4 separate regions of the Mus musculus genome follow, and all the other regions are linked to region 1. A link is a contact called in public Hi-C, HiChIP or PLAC-seq and promoter capture Hi-C data. All regions are on one chromosome and are shown on one strand. The core of a region is the stretch at or near the end of the contact, and the rest is flanking DNA. Distances in the headings are between cores, read along the strand shown. Region 1 holds the start of AW495222 (expressed sequence AW495222). Region 2 overlaps Lhfpl2 (lipoma HMGIC fusion partner-like 2). Region 3 overlaps Homer1 (homer scaffolding protein 1). Region 4 holds the start of Lhfpl2 (lipoma HMGIC fusion partner-like 2).

Region 1 (2,979 bases), core at 319-2,818:
TTATATTCAACTCGTTTCTTCTGTAGTCACACTTGGCTAAGTTTTAAAGAAAGCGTGGCTCTGTCGTAAAACACTGCCATCACCTTCACATTCATTTCATACACCCTGGGGAACGTAAACATACCTTATTCAGCTTCACGAAATATTCCAGCCCAGCTTCCAAGGGGTTTGTGTCACAGTTCATCTGGAAGGGAAACAGGTTTTGAATCCCAGGTGAGCCTGCTAATTTGGTTCACTGAAGAACTGCGCTGTCCTTAAAAGGACTTCAGAGAGATCTGCCTGCCTCTTCCTCCAGGTAGGGGATTAAAGGAGTTCACCACCACTCCCAGCAAGTACAGGGCGAGGGGAGATGAAGAGATTACTAAAACAGAAACAAACCCATTACCTTCACTCAGCAAATACTGGCAAACACTGGCTCCCACCTTGAGCTGATGCATAACAATGATAGAAACAGAGACATCACTTTCTTATATTAGTCTCCCCAGAATTAAGGACACTGGATGGTTTTTGAGTAAAGATTCTTTAAAAGACCAATTATGGACTAGTCTCTGAAGCAGTATTTTCCATTCAAATGAAGCCTTTGGCAAATGCTGTTATTTTTAAATATGGCAAACACAGAGACTGAACATTGGGTTGGTTTCCACTGCTCTTTTATTTTAAAGGTGTTAATGAATTTATCTGTTTTCATTGCGTGTACATGTATGTGTTCATGTCTGCGTGTGGGTGTGTGCAGGTGTGCTCTCCCAGAACTGAAGTAACGGGGCTGCCCATCGAGGATGCTGGGAACTGACCTCTGCTTCTCTGCAGGAGAAGCACACACAGTGCTCTTAACCACTGAGCCATCTCTCTGGCCTCCGATCTTTTACCTTAATAAATATTTGAAGGCTAGTACATGGTGTTTCACAAACAAGAATCTCATGTATGTTATGTAATAATTTTAATTACATAATTGTGTTTTTAAAAAAGTAACAAGTAACTTTGCTTAGCTTGCATTTAGCCATGAATGGGGGTAAAGAGGGGAAAGCAGGTGACAGAACACTGGCTTTTGCAGAGTTCTAGAAAGAAAACGGGAAGGGAGGATTAAAGCTCAGAACTAGCTGACTCGAGATAGGATGCATCAATTCAGGGGAAATCCAATATTTAGTTCTAAACCTGAATGAAGTTAGGGGGTTTTTATCACTGTTTTGTTTTTAAGGGGTTTTTGAAGATTCTAATTTATACGATGAGAACTGAGGGGAAATGAAAGAGATGAACTCAGGAGGAACTGCTAAATGTATAGAAATGGGAACAGAATACCTCGATGTACTCAGTTAAGTGTTAATGAGCAGAGGACCTTTCTGGAAGTCGGGTTTTTTGTTGTTCATTTCTTTATGGGAATGAGAACTGCCTGCTCTAACCTCCCAAAGAGTCGACATAAACTAGATAAACGTAAGACTACTTTACACCACATAAAAGTGTTCTCATATTTCCTAAATTAGTTTGAGTTACTCTGAAATTATTTTTCAGTCTGCCAAAATTAGAGATTTTTTTTTTCAGGGAAACAGAGCGACTTCGCCGATGTTTCTGCACTAGAGGGCGCTCTGGCACTGTTGGGAAAGAGGACCCTAAAATGGAGCCCAGGGAGAGGAAGCAGAAGGAAAAACAAAAAAACCAAAAACATCAGAAAAATTGAGGCTAGAATACAGCGATGTTTAACTCTCAAGGGGTGGCTTCTCTGTCCTTTTTCCTGAGCATGGGGACAAATTTGTTTTGTTTTCTGAGGGCAGCTGGCCTTGCCTGAGTCCTGGCTGTAAACTTGAGTTCGCTGCAGCAGGCAGGACCGGCTTCCTGCAAGCTTGCATCAATGAGAAGGCCCAAGGGTAAGTACCTGAGCTCTCAGGTTAACCTAGAAATTAACTGTATAGTGTGTTTGTTCGGCTCATTACTAACCATCTCTACGTCTGCGCTGATTCTTTAGGATAAATACTCCATTTTATAAGAGAGCAGGCCAGCCAGCCAAGAGTTAAGTAAAGGATAGATTTAAACCCCAGAGTCCCCACTCGGAAGCTCATGTTTACAATGGCCCCTAAAACGTCAGTTCTCTGTAAAAGTTAGGGTTTTGTTTCTCCCACAAGGTAAATAGGACCCTGGTCACAGGAATCTGGATGTTGGGGGCTCAATGAACCCAGTGAATGTATGCAAAATAAGAGTCGTGGTAAAGCTAAGTCATAGAACAAGGGCTTCTGGGAACGCGCATAGGGGCTTTATCTTGATGACAACAGTCAATGTGGGAAGACCCTTCATAATTGTGGACACCACATTCCCTGGGCAGGGGATCCTGGGTAAAGTGCAGGAAGCCAGTTAGCAGCTGTCCAGGGGCTTGCAATCATTTTAGACTATGGATGTGACATGACCAGTTCTCTCAAGCCACTGTCACTGTGACTTCCCCACTCTGAAGGACTGTAACCTGGACCTGTGAACTGAAAGAAACCCTTTCTCCCTGAATTCGCTTCTGTCAGGGTATTTTTTTCCCCCACAGAAACAGGAAGGAAACTAAGACAGAAGCAAAGCAGAATCAATGCATATAAAAATGTTGTGTAAGTGGTTAACAATTGTACACAGAGAAGCTCTTGATTCCCACTGGTGGGGAAGACTAGACCCACACACACGGGACCACTGTCCCTGTCCCTCAAAAGAAAAGGACATTAGTTCGCCTAAGGATGATTGTGAGAGGGAAATGAAACGTAACAGAGGGAAAGCAAGGATGTGAGAGGTGATACTCAGATCCTCTGGCGTGTGCCTGCCAGAAAATGTCTGGGGTTCACCACTAAGCAGGGGGAATTAAGGCAGAATAAACGTTACCCCCAAACCCAGTCAGTGCTCATCTGGAAAGCAGAGAGGCAGGGGAGTTCTTTCCCTACTCAAAGTCATTTAATGGCATTTGATTTCTCTTCTAGCTGGAACTGATAGTAGTAATGCTATGAAAACTAGTCTCCCAAC
Region 2 (2,979 bases), core at 306-2,805, 460 kb before region 1:
TCCCATGACTTGCTAATGTAGGTTGAACACAGAGCATCAGCCGCTTCACGGTGGTTTATGCCTGCAATCAAGTAGGTGCCGCGGCAGACTGTTTTCATATTCTATTTGCAAATCAGACACTGTATCTGAATTTTAAGAGCGTTTGCAATTTTCTTCAGGCCCATACAACAGATTCTTCTTAAAAAATGCATCCCAGCCTCTGGATTCTTCACATTAATGGCTGCCTGGTCTATCTGTGGTTAAACACTAGTCTTTATTTCATGGTATGACTGGGCTCTTTATATATATATATATATATTTGGTTCCCTTTACACATACGTGTGTGTATATATATACACAGTTCCCGTTGGAGAGGCCGGAGGTATTGTATTCCCCTTGTAGCTGGAGTCACAGGTGGTCATGAACCACCTAATATGGAATCTGCATTTTCTAAGAGAGTGGCACTTGCTTCTTTACCATCTCTGTAGGCCCAACCTGTGATACTGTAAAACTGATTCAAACAGGAAACTGTTAACAGAGGCATTGTCTGTGTAGAGAAACCAAGAGCCCCCATCCGGGAAGCCAGAAGTCTCCTGTGCCTGGCTTTCACCAAAAGGGAGAGCTGGCTTGTCCTCACAATTCTCCTTAAGTCCCCTTTCCCTGGGGAGATCCAAAGTTGCTCACCAAGGTCACTCTGCCTTCTCAGGATAAGGTAGGTGACTTTCTCAGAGGTAAAATTATGCCTAGGCTCGTCTTCATCCTGAGACCCTGGTTTCGTTCCTCTCCCCTTTCTTAGTGATTTCATCCTTCTGGTCTTGAATGAACGAACAGGGAGAGGAAAAGCGTACGGGTAGGCTGAGACCCAGCTGGGCTATGCATGCCACTGGCGGCGGCTCCTGCTGCTGGTTTTCACACGATGGGAGAAGAGCAATGAACCCAGTTCCAGATGTCAGTCATGGTGTGCCTGCCCACTCGCCTCTCAGACACTGGCTCAGGAAGGTCAGTTCTAGATGGAACGAGTGGTGTCCGACGTGCCCTCTATACCTCCACTCACACTCTGGTTCACGAGGGAAGACCAAGCCTGGCTGGCAATTGTGGTGTTTACGTGCCCACTCACCCCTCCGCACACTCACCTTCATGAACACAATGGCAGCTGGTGCCACACACAGCCGCTCACACTTAGATGCGGTGTCACGGTCATCAAAGCCCCCCAACGTCCTCTCACATTCTCTTACCACTTTTCCTTTGCACAGTCTCTCCCACTCTCTCCCACTCTGCTCACTTCTAAGGAAACAGGATCATACACACCAGGCCCTTCGTGGCCAAGGCTGGGGTTCCCATGGCGACCCCCTCCACTGTAGCAGACCTGCAGACCAGAGTGACAGCTGGCTGAGAAGGCCCTGTGAGGCTGATCACACAGACAGAGGGCCGACCGGAGTAGAGTATGAGATCCAACAGACAGAAAGAAGCTTGTGAGGCAGGACTGGAAGACAGCAGGCAGCCAGGCTCAGCAACCGGCATGGCAAAGCCTAGCAGAACCCATCCCTGCCAACACCACTGAGCCAAGTCCTGAGCTCATTTGAATGGCTTCTGTCCCAAACCTGAGTCACTGGGGATTCGGTGGACGTCTGTGTTCACACTGTATGCATTTCAAAAAACAAACTGCTTGATGCTGTCATGGAAAACCTGGATCTTTGCATTCTACAGTTTCAGTATGGATTACATCCAGGTCACAACCTACGGAAGACAGCTGGCAAAAGCCAGCCCTGCTGGCCAGCTACCCAGCTTTTGTAACGAGTCCCAGAGGGATTGGAACCCATGTGTGCTGCTGGCTCTGCCAAGTCCCAGACTTGCTCTCCTCTAGTGCACACCAGTCTGAGGTTTCTGCGGCCGGGGGAGTCTGAGCAGCCACCTGCAGTCAAGACTCAAGTGTGGAAGCTGCCTCCAGGAAGAAAAAGTATAAGGACGTGTACGTGTGGGAAAGAGGAAGAGTATCTGCTCTTTTGTGCTTCTTGGAACCGTGATGGAAGACCCAACTGTCCAAGGCCTCAGGACGGCTCTGCACCTGTGCCGGACAGCCTCACCCCAGGCAGGCAGTCAAGGAACCAGAGAGCAGTACCAGGCAGAAAATACAGGACTTGAAGATAATATGGCCAACTACAATGGCTTATAAAAGGTATCCAACCCCTTAGAATGCAAAAGCATCCTAAAGTTTGGTGGCAAGAAAGCAGCAACATTTTCACGATCACCACAGAGCTAACACCATCTCCCAGACGCCAAACACCATGTTTGTCATGCTAGTAAACTAACATAACCCTCAAACGCCTTTACCATGATTAGATTCGTTTACAAGTGGGCAGACTTGGAGCTTAGAGAAATGGGCTTAGTTGACCAATGTTTCTCAGGCCTTCTGAGGTAAGGCCTAACTCCAGTGATGGCCAGAGGTGACTGCTTAACACCAAGGCTTCTGTGTGAGGGTAGAGATGTCCAGTTTCCTGGCTGTCGATAGGTCAGGCCTTGAAACAAATCCTACTATTTCAGTTATCTGGACTTGATGCTTTAAAAGTTAACAGGTAAGAAATTTCTACTGAGGCGATAGTATCTTTCACACGTAACTCTAACGCCAAAATACCACTATTTAAAATGTTTTGTTTTGAGCGAGGGTCTTGATACATAGCCCAGGCTGGACTTGAACTTAAGATCCTTCTGCCTCCCTCTCCCAAATGCTCAGGTTACATACAGTTCAGTTTGTATTTCTATATAAGCCTGTGGAATATTTATTTTTTTTAAATTAGGTATGCCTCAGGAATATGCTTATGTCATCTCGTAATTTTACATCCTGTCACTTTTTAAAGTGTCATTTTTCCATGGAGCAAGAAGCAATACTAACACTTACCCCAGTGTTAGTATTATACAGCTCTAGGAAGAGCTTCTTTGCATCCAGGTAAACAGACCACAAGGGGGCGTAGTAGAGGAACACTCCAGGCAGCCACTCATGCG
Region 3 (2,979 bases), core at 149-2,648, 390 kb after region 1:
AACAACAAAGGTACTGTGATCAAGCCTTACAGCTACAGCAATTATACATCGTGGCAATTTTAAAGAGCTTTTCACCATAAGGATGTAGACTATGGTGAAGAATGGAAAGCTGACATGATTTATAATCACACTGGAACACTTCTTTTAAAACAACACCATTCATTTTCTAGTATCCTAAGTGCATTCACTCTTTTCTGCTATTAAAATTGTCTCTCTGTATCCACTGGAGATTGACACCAGGACCCTCATAGGTGAAGACTCCAAAGTCCTGTATATAATAGTGGTATAATATTTGCACCTGACCCCCAACATAACCCTCACATTTTATCTCTAGGTTGCTTATAATACAAAATGTAAATGCAGCATAATAGAAATGTTATATAATTATCATTCTAATTTATTTAGGAAATGACAAGAAGAAAGCCCAAACATGTTCAATATAGACTCGTTTTTTTCAAATGTTTTTAATCCATAGTTGGATTGTCAGATGCAAATTTATAAAAAAGTATTAATTTAATGGCATGTAAGCTATCAGCAATTTCAAGAACCTAAGTTCTTTACAACCCTATAGGTGGAACAACAATATGAACTAACCAGTACCCCGGAGCTCTTGTCTCTAGCTGCATATGCATCAAAAGATGGCCTAGTCGGCCATCACTGCAAAGAGAGGCCCATTGGACTTGCCAACTTTAGATGCCCCAGTACAGGGGAACGCCAGGGCCAAAAAGGGGGAGTGGGTGGGTAGGGGAGTGGGGGGTGGGTATGGGGGACCTTTGGGATAGCATTGAAAATGTAAACGAGGAAAATACCTAATAAAAAAATTAAAAAAAATAGAAATAGGTAAGATGCATTTACTAAATTAAGATTTTTAGTTCTCAGGCAGGCATGGAAGCACAGGCCTATAAACCCAGCACTCAAAAGGCTGAGGCAACCTCCTTCCTATATATTCAAGGCCAGCCTGAGGTTCCATAAAGACCATATACTTAATAAAAGAAAAAAGAAAGTTCCAAAGGGGGATATGGCTTGTGTATATGTGTGGCACTGAACAGTAAAATAGTAGAACAGTAATATGAAAGCAAACTGGGGTATACTAAGTTAGAAAGGTTTGATTCGGGACGAGCTTGGGGAAAGAAGGGAGTGAAACGTACATGTGTGGAGGGGTGGTTAACCTAACTAAAAATATATTTTCAAAAGCCACAAGAAAACCTAATATTTTCATGTACTGGTATAAAAAAATTAAGATTCTGGGGTTAAGTATCCTGCACAGAAGGATAATACTGCTACCAGAAACCATGTATTACTTAGCAAAAATTACAGTGCCAAGTATGGAATACCTCCCTATAAGCAGTTGGCCAAGAACCCAGAGACTCTCAAAACAATACAAGCTACTGTTTTGTATGACCTTGCTCTTGACTGCCAACCAGAACTGAATGGTATGAGCCTATGGCTGAAGATACCATACCCTTCAGCTCCAGGAGACAGAGAAATCAAGCTTAGAAAGGTGCTATGAAGGCTGCTGGAAAAGATAAGTCTTTAATGCAAAAAGAAGCTTCTCTGAACAAAGCTAAGAGCAGCACTAACTTATGAGTATAAACATGAATATTTAAAGGACAGTTTGATAACACAGCTGTTTATGGAACAGCAGTAGTAGGTTTCATCTTAAGGCCTCTGGTGTCCTAGCCATGGGTTTCTGACCAGGTGTGCAGTGCCAGCCCTTAATCCTCAAAAAAAAAAAAAAATAGTTGGTACGCACCTCCCCCTCTGCCCCCCACCAAAATACACACATACACTAGTCATGCTACTGTTGCATCAGTGGGGACATCTTGCCTGAAAGGTAAGTACTATAGCCCACAGCTTCTTTTTCTAGGGAGGGGCAGGGAACAGCATAGTTATTGAAGAAAGAGTAACTGGTCAAAGTGCCAAGAACGAGTGACTGTTGAGTGCTGACCCCTCCAAGACTCAGGGGACATTGCAGACGAGGACTGGAAAGAATGTGAAGAGCCTACTGGTTGGAAAGAGCTGCTATAAAATGGGTTTTGGATGTGACAGCCATTGAATTCATGACAGCATGGCAGCTATCTCTGGGGACTTGTTTAAGACTGCACCTGTAAACTTCTATCATGCATGTAACCACGAGTAATTTGCCATGGTTCAGGGTTACTGAAGATGACTTTGAGCTATACCCAAACTCAGCACTCTTTCAACTCTCTTGTTTTGTAGTATTGGCTTAAAAAATAAAATAAAAATTTTCTGTAGAAATGAATTCTATATAATAAAGGTCAAAGACCTAATAAAAAATGAATGGCTTAATATCAGATATTGAATCAAAAGGTTAATAGTTACAGGAAAATCCTGTTAGTTTTTAACCTTTTGCAGTTGGAATTAAATGAGATCTTAACACTCTTATCATATAAATCAAGATCCTTACAAGAAACTGTTCAGAAACTTCATTTGTGCCAGAGATCAGATACTACAAACTAAGACATTTAGATATGCTACTCTGAAGCCTGAAGACAAAAGCCTACATTTACAAGATGTGGTAAATTCTGTCACCAATTTCTGGAGTTTGGTTCCAAACACTATTTGCATTAAACTTTTTAACCTCTGTAAATAGTTATTATTACCCTCCTTTTAGATGAGGTACCAACGGATGAAGAGGGTATGCAATTAGCCGAGTATATTATATCACCAATATCCACATACAGTCTGGTCTAGAACCCTATAATGAGTCACTGGATGGAAGAATTATTACAGAAACCTGAGTTTACTGCTGTCACCAAACCTATGCCTTGCCCATAGGGGAGGAGAGAGTGCTGATTTCTTGGGTGTTTTTGCCAGGAAGAAATAAAGTCAAAAATAGGAAAACTAGTGGTGGGAAAAGTAGAAAGCAATGTAAAGCTTATTTAATGGCAACATGCATATTCCTCTTGTTATGTTATGTTTGTCAGATGCTATGTGCCATGAAACCCAAACAATGGC
Region 4 (2,979 bases), core at 212-2,711, 340 kb before region 1:
CCTTGCTTGCAGCCAAATCTCTAAGCCCATGCCTCTGTTGTTAGCAGGTGCTGTCAATTCTGAGTTGCGCACATGGATAAACGGTATGCTTATTTTTCCCCCATAAGGCACTGCTTTGCTCTCATCTACAAAGATCCTTTTTTTCCTTCAGACAAATGGCTGGTTCATGTATCATGACTCAAATTATATTCACAAATGTTCATTTGCAGTGTAATCACTCTTCCTAACTAGACTGGTTCAAGACAAATGAGCAGCCCCCTTTCCCACCCTCTTCTCTTTAAGCTTACAGTGCTCCACCTCCCGCTATAAAATGCTGTCACAGACCACAGGCCACACTGCTCTGTATGACCTACTGCAGGTCACTCTATTTTTTTTTAATGACATCGTCTGGTATTGCTTTAAACCTTTCAAATATTTCATCAGAATCAGATGTTCCAACACAGGCTAGCCCTATTAGCCTGATTGCAGAGAGAGATGTTCATCTTCCCTGTCTTTAAAATATTTAACCATCGCATGCGTGTTCTCTATCTCTTAATTTGAAAGGGAGTTTTTAAAAAAAATGATTAGAAGAGCATCAGAAAGAGCAAGATAAATTATTCCTTATCCCATCCTCTCTTTGAGCTGGACAGGAAGAGTGTTCAGAGAATTAAAGTCCCTTCGAAGGAACTCTGACTTAGCCCCCCACACCTTGCCGCCCTGTGGCTCCAACACACACTCGCCGGCAGTGGTTCCACTTTTCCATATAGGTCACCAGCTGTAATCTACAAGCACAAAAACAATCATGGCACAGAGTACAGGAAACTGCCCGGGCAGGAGTGAGGTAGGGTGCGAGGATGAGAGTCTTTTGCCCTTACTTCCATACAAACTCCCGAACCTCCTGAATTAACAGAAAAGTTGAGCCGACTTGAAGAAACTCTTTTTGCTTTTCTCAGTTCAGAGAGCACGCGACCGCGAATAGACTGAGAGAGAAGTGCGGCCGGGTGGGGGTAGGGACTGCATTCAAACCCATCTCTCTGAGTCCTTCATCCACCCCAGATGTGGTGTTCCCCAACTCCCCGCCCACCTCCTCGCCAGCCCTCACCCCTCTGCACTGGCCACAAAAAATGCAGCCCAGGTCTGAGATGCAGCTGAGGTCTGTGGCCGGTGAGACCCACGCGGTACGGACCGGGGCTGGAGGGGACCACTACAGCTCCCCGGGAAAAAGCGCTTCCAGGCTCAACTTCTTCCACGTCTGCGGCGGGCCGGCGCTGCAGCGGATCCTTCCTGCCCCGGCACCCGCCGCCCGTCCCTCCGCGCCCCCGTGCACTGTCGGGGACCGGCCCCCTCCCGGGCTCCCCGCGCAGCACCTACCTGGCCGGGGCAGCCGGCTCCTAACGCCCCGCTCTGGCCCGGGCGCGTGCAGCCTTCCCCAGCCGGGCTCTCTGTGCCGCCTCCTCGCTGCAGCCTCGATCTGGCCCCGGCGGACCCGCAGGGGCGAGGGCGGGAGCAGACGAGGGTCGGCGGCGCCGGGGCGGAGGCCGAGGGGCGGGCGCAGCGGGAGGAGGCGGCCGAACCTCGCAGCCCAGGCCGGCCGCTGCCACTCAGCATCCCCGCCTCCGGCCGCCGCTCGGGGAGGGGTCGGCGAAGCCCGGCCTCCGGGGGGGAGGGTCCTACAGGGCCCGGGAGAGTGTGGGCGACGCGCGCGATCCCTGAGAAGGGGTCCCGGAGCCCTGCGGGGTTCTCTCCTCACGCTGTCCCAGTGCCTATCGTGGACCAGAGCCGGCGGGGCGGGCGGGAAGAAAGTCGGTCCGTGGCCCAGGAAAACCGCAGGGTGGAGAGTGGTCTGCGGTGCTTTTAAAGCAGAGGCTGGAGGCACAAGTTTACAGGTCCTGATTTCTACTTCGGGAAACTGCAAACTTTCACAGAGCTTGGATGCTTGGGTCCAGACACATCCCCCAGGCACTGAAGATACACTTTCCAATAGATACCACAGATATCAAAGGCGGTTTAGCCAGCGGGAAAGGGATCCAGAGAGGAGACCCACCAACTCCTCTCACCACCGCCCCCAGGGCCAGAGCAAAGGACAGAGTCAAATAGCCAGGGGCTGAATTGTCTGAATTCATTGTGTTAGGACAGAACCCAGCTAAGATCACCTTCCTTTGTCTCCAACCCCCACCCCCTGTCAAATTTGCTTCAGCCTCCAAACTCTCAGACACTTGTCTATCCACCGAAGCACACCCACCCCCCCCACCCCTCCCTCCCGGCCTTCCCTAGCAGCTTGCATGTGCTCTTTGCTCTTGAAGTCTTTGCACTTGACCCACTATTTCCAAATCCATTTGGGTTTGTCAGTTTCAATGGCCCCCTCCTGCTTTTGAAACCCGTGGGCACGGCACCTATCTGCACGGCCTTACAAGCTTAATGGCTCTAGAACACCACTTCCTGGGTGAGAGGGTATCTGAGGCATTTTGCCAGGAAAATTAAAAAAACAAAACAAATTCTTGATTTCTTTGCAACTCCACTATTGAAAACCATATCCCACAGCAGGATTGTAGATAGCATAAGTCATCCGCAACTGCTGGTCTGTGGAGAAAACATACAAATTAAATCGGTTGGGATTCTTCACATGCAAAGGGTACCTATCACCAATTAACAATAGCTGCAAACACAAATGCATCACCATGCTGGTCCTCATCCAGATGGGGTCCTAGAAGGACCCATGCCTGTATCCACGCTGAAGCTGCTGATGCTGTTCCCAGGACTCTCCCACGGTTGAATCCTACTGGGAAAAAAAAAAAAAAAAAAGCTTTCCCGAAACACATTCTACAAGAGTGTTAAGTGCTCTCTCTATTTGGCAAAATCACGTGCTAGAAATTACAAGAGGGCTTATGAGGTTAAGAATAAACTTAAAAATCTACATAGCATTGCAATCGGAGAATTAAAAACAGCAACCATTCAAAAGAACATACTAACAGAGTTTATAAACTGTACTAAATTCCTAAT

Evidence for each region. Promoter capture Hi-C pulls out the DNA fragments that hold promoters and counts their contacts. A called contact is a pair of places that touch in the nucleus more often than the background predicts. HiChIP or PLAC-seq counts read pairs in DNA pulled down with a chosen protein or histone mark.
Region 2: an H3K4me3 HiChIP or PLAC-seq map of stem cell-derived neural progenitor cells shows a contact between it and region 1, with 2.9 times the contacts expected there. The contact joins the enhancer-like site here to the promoter of AW495222 in region 1. A contact is called at or near these places in 2 of 39 promoter capture datasets (embryonic stem cells and hippocampal neurons), 2 of 115 datasets of contacts at active chromatin or transcription factors (embryonic stem cells and stem cell-derived neural progenitor cells) and 2 of 9 other capture datasets (embryonic stem cells and pancreatic islet).
Region 3: a contact with region 1 is called in a Hi-C map of Sertoli cells, with 2.4 times the contacts expected there. The contact joins the enhancer-like site here to the promoter of AW495222 in region 1. A contact is called at or near these places in 7 of 39 promoter capture datasets (the 3T3-L1 cell line, cranial neural crest, frontonasal cranial neural crest and 3 more), 21 of 484 Hi-C or Micro-C datasets (the G1E-ER4 cell line, LSK cells, Sertoli cells and 13 more) and 3 of 9 other capture datasets (adipose tissue, liver and pancreatic islet).
Region 4: a contact with region 1 is called in a promoter capture Hi-C map of hematopoietic stem and progenitor cells, with 2.7 times the contacts expected there. The contact joins the promoter of Lhfpl2 here to the promoter of AW495222 in region 1. A contact is called at or near these places in 1 of 39 promoter capture datasets (hematopoietic stem and progenitor cells) and 1 of 115 datasets of contacts at active chromatin or transcription factors (microglia).

Annotation. Positions count from the first base shown.
Region 1 is chr13:93,717,764-93,720,742 of GRCm38.p6, reverse strand. AW495222 (expressed sequence AW495222) reads left to right here and starts at 1,568. Exons shown (of 3, transcript NR_045086.2): 1 at 1,568-1,859. Dmgdh (dimethylglycine dehydrogenase precursor) reads right to left here. Exons shown (of 16, transcript NM_028772.3): 14 at 125-184.
Region 2 is chr13:94,177,342-94,180,320 of GRCm38.p6, reverse strand. The region is part of intron 3 of Lhfpl2 (lipoma HMGIC fusion partner-like 2); the gene reads right to left. LOC115488151 (a long non-coding RNA gene) reads right to left here. Exons shown (of 2, transcript XR_003950582.1): 2 at 1-2,979. Among named protein-coding and RNA genes, the nearest start is that of Scamp1, 110 kb to the left of the region's middle. Within about 2 kb of position 1,555, at least 98 of the 459 cell types and tissues checked have an H3K27ac peak or open chromatin away from gene starts, as enhancers often do. A contact at or near this core is called in hippocampal neurons and stem cell-derived neural progenitor cells, where this site is marked.
Region 3 is chr13:93,325,655-93,328,633 of GRCm38.p6, reverse strand. All of the region lies in intron 1 of Homer1 (homer scaffolding protein 1), which reads right to left. Among named protein-coding and RNA genes, the nearest start is that of Homer1, 23 kb to the right of the region's middle. Within about 2 kb of position 1,398, at least 13 of the 459 cell types and tissues checked have an H3K27ac peak or open chromatin away from gene starts, as enhancers often do. A contact at or near this core is called in Sertoli cells, where this site is marked.
Region 4 is chr13:94,056,278-94,059,256 of GRCm38.p6, reverse strand. It overlaps Lhfpl2 (lipoma HMGIC fusion partner-like 2), which reads right to left and starts at 1,461. Exons shown (of 4, transcript NM_172589.2): 1 at 1,351-1,461.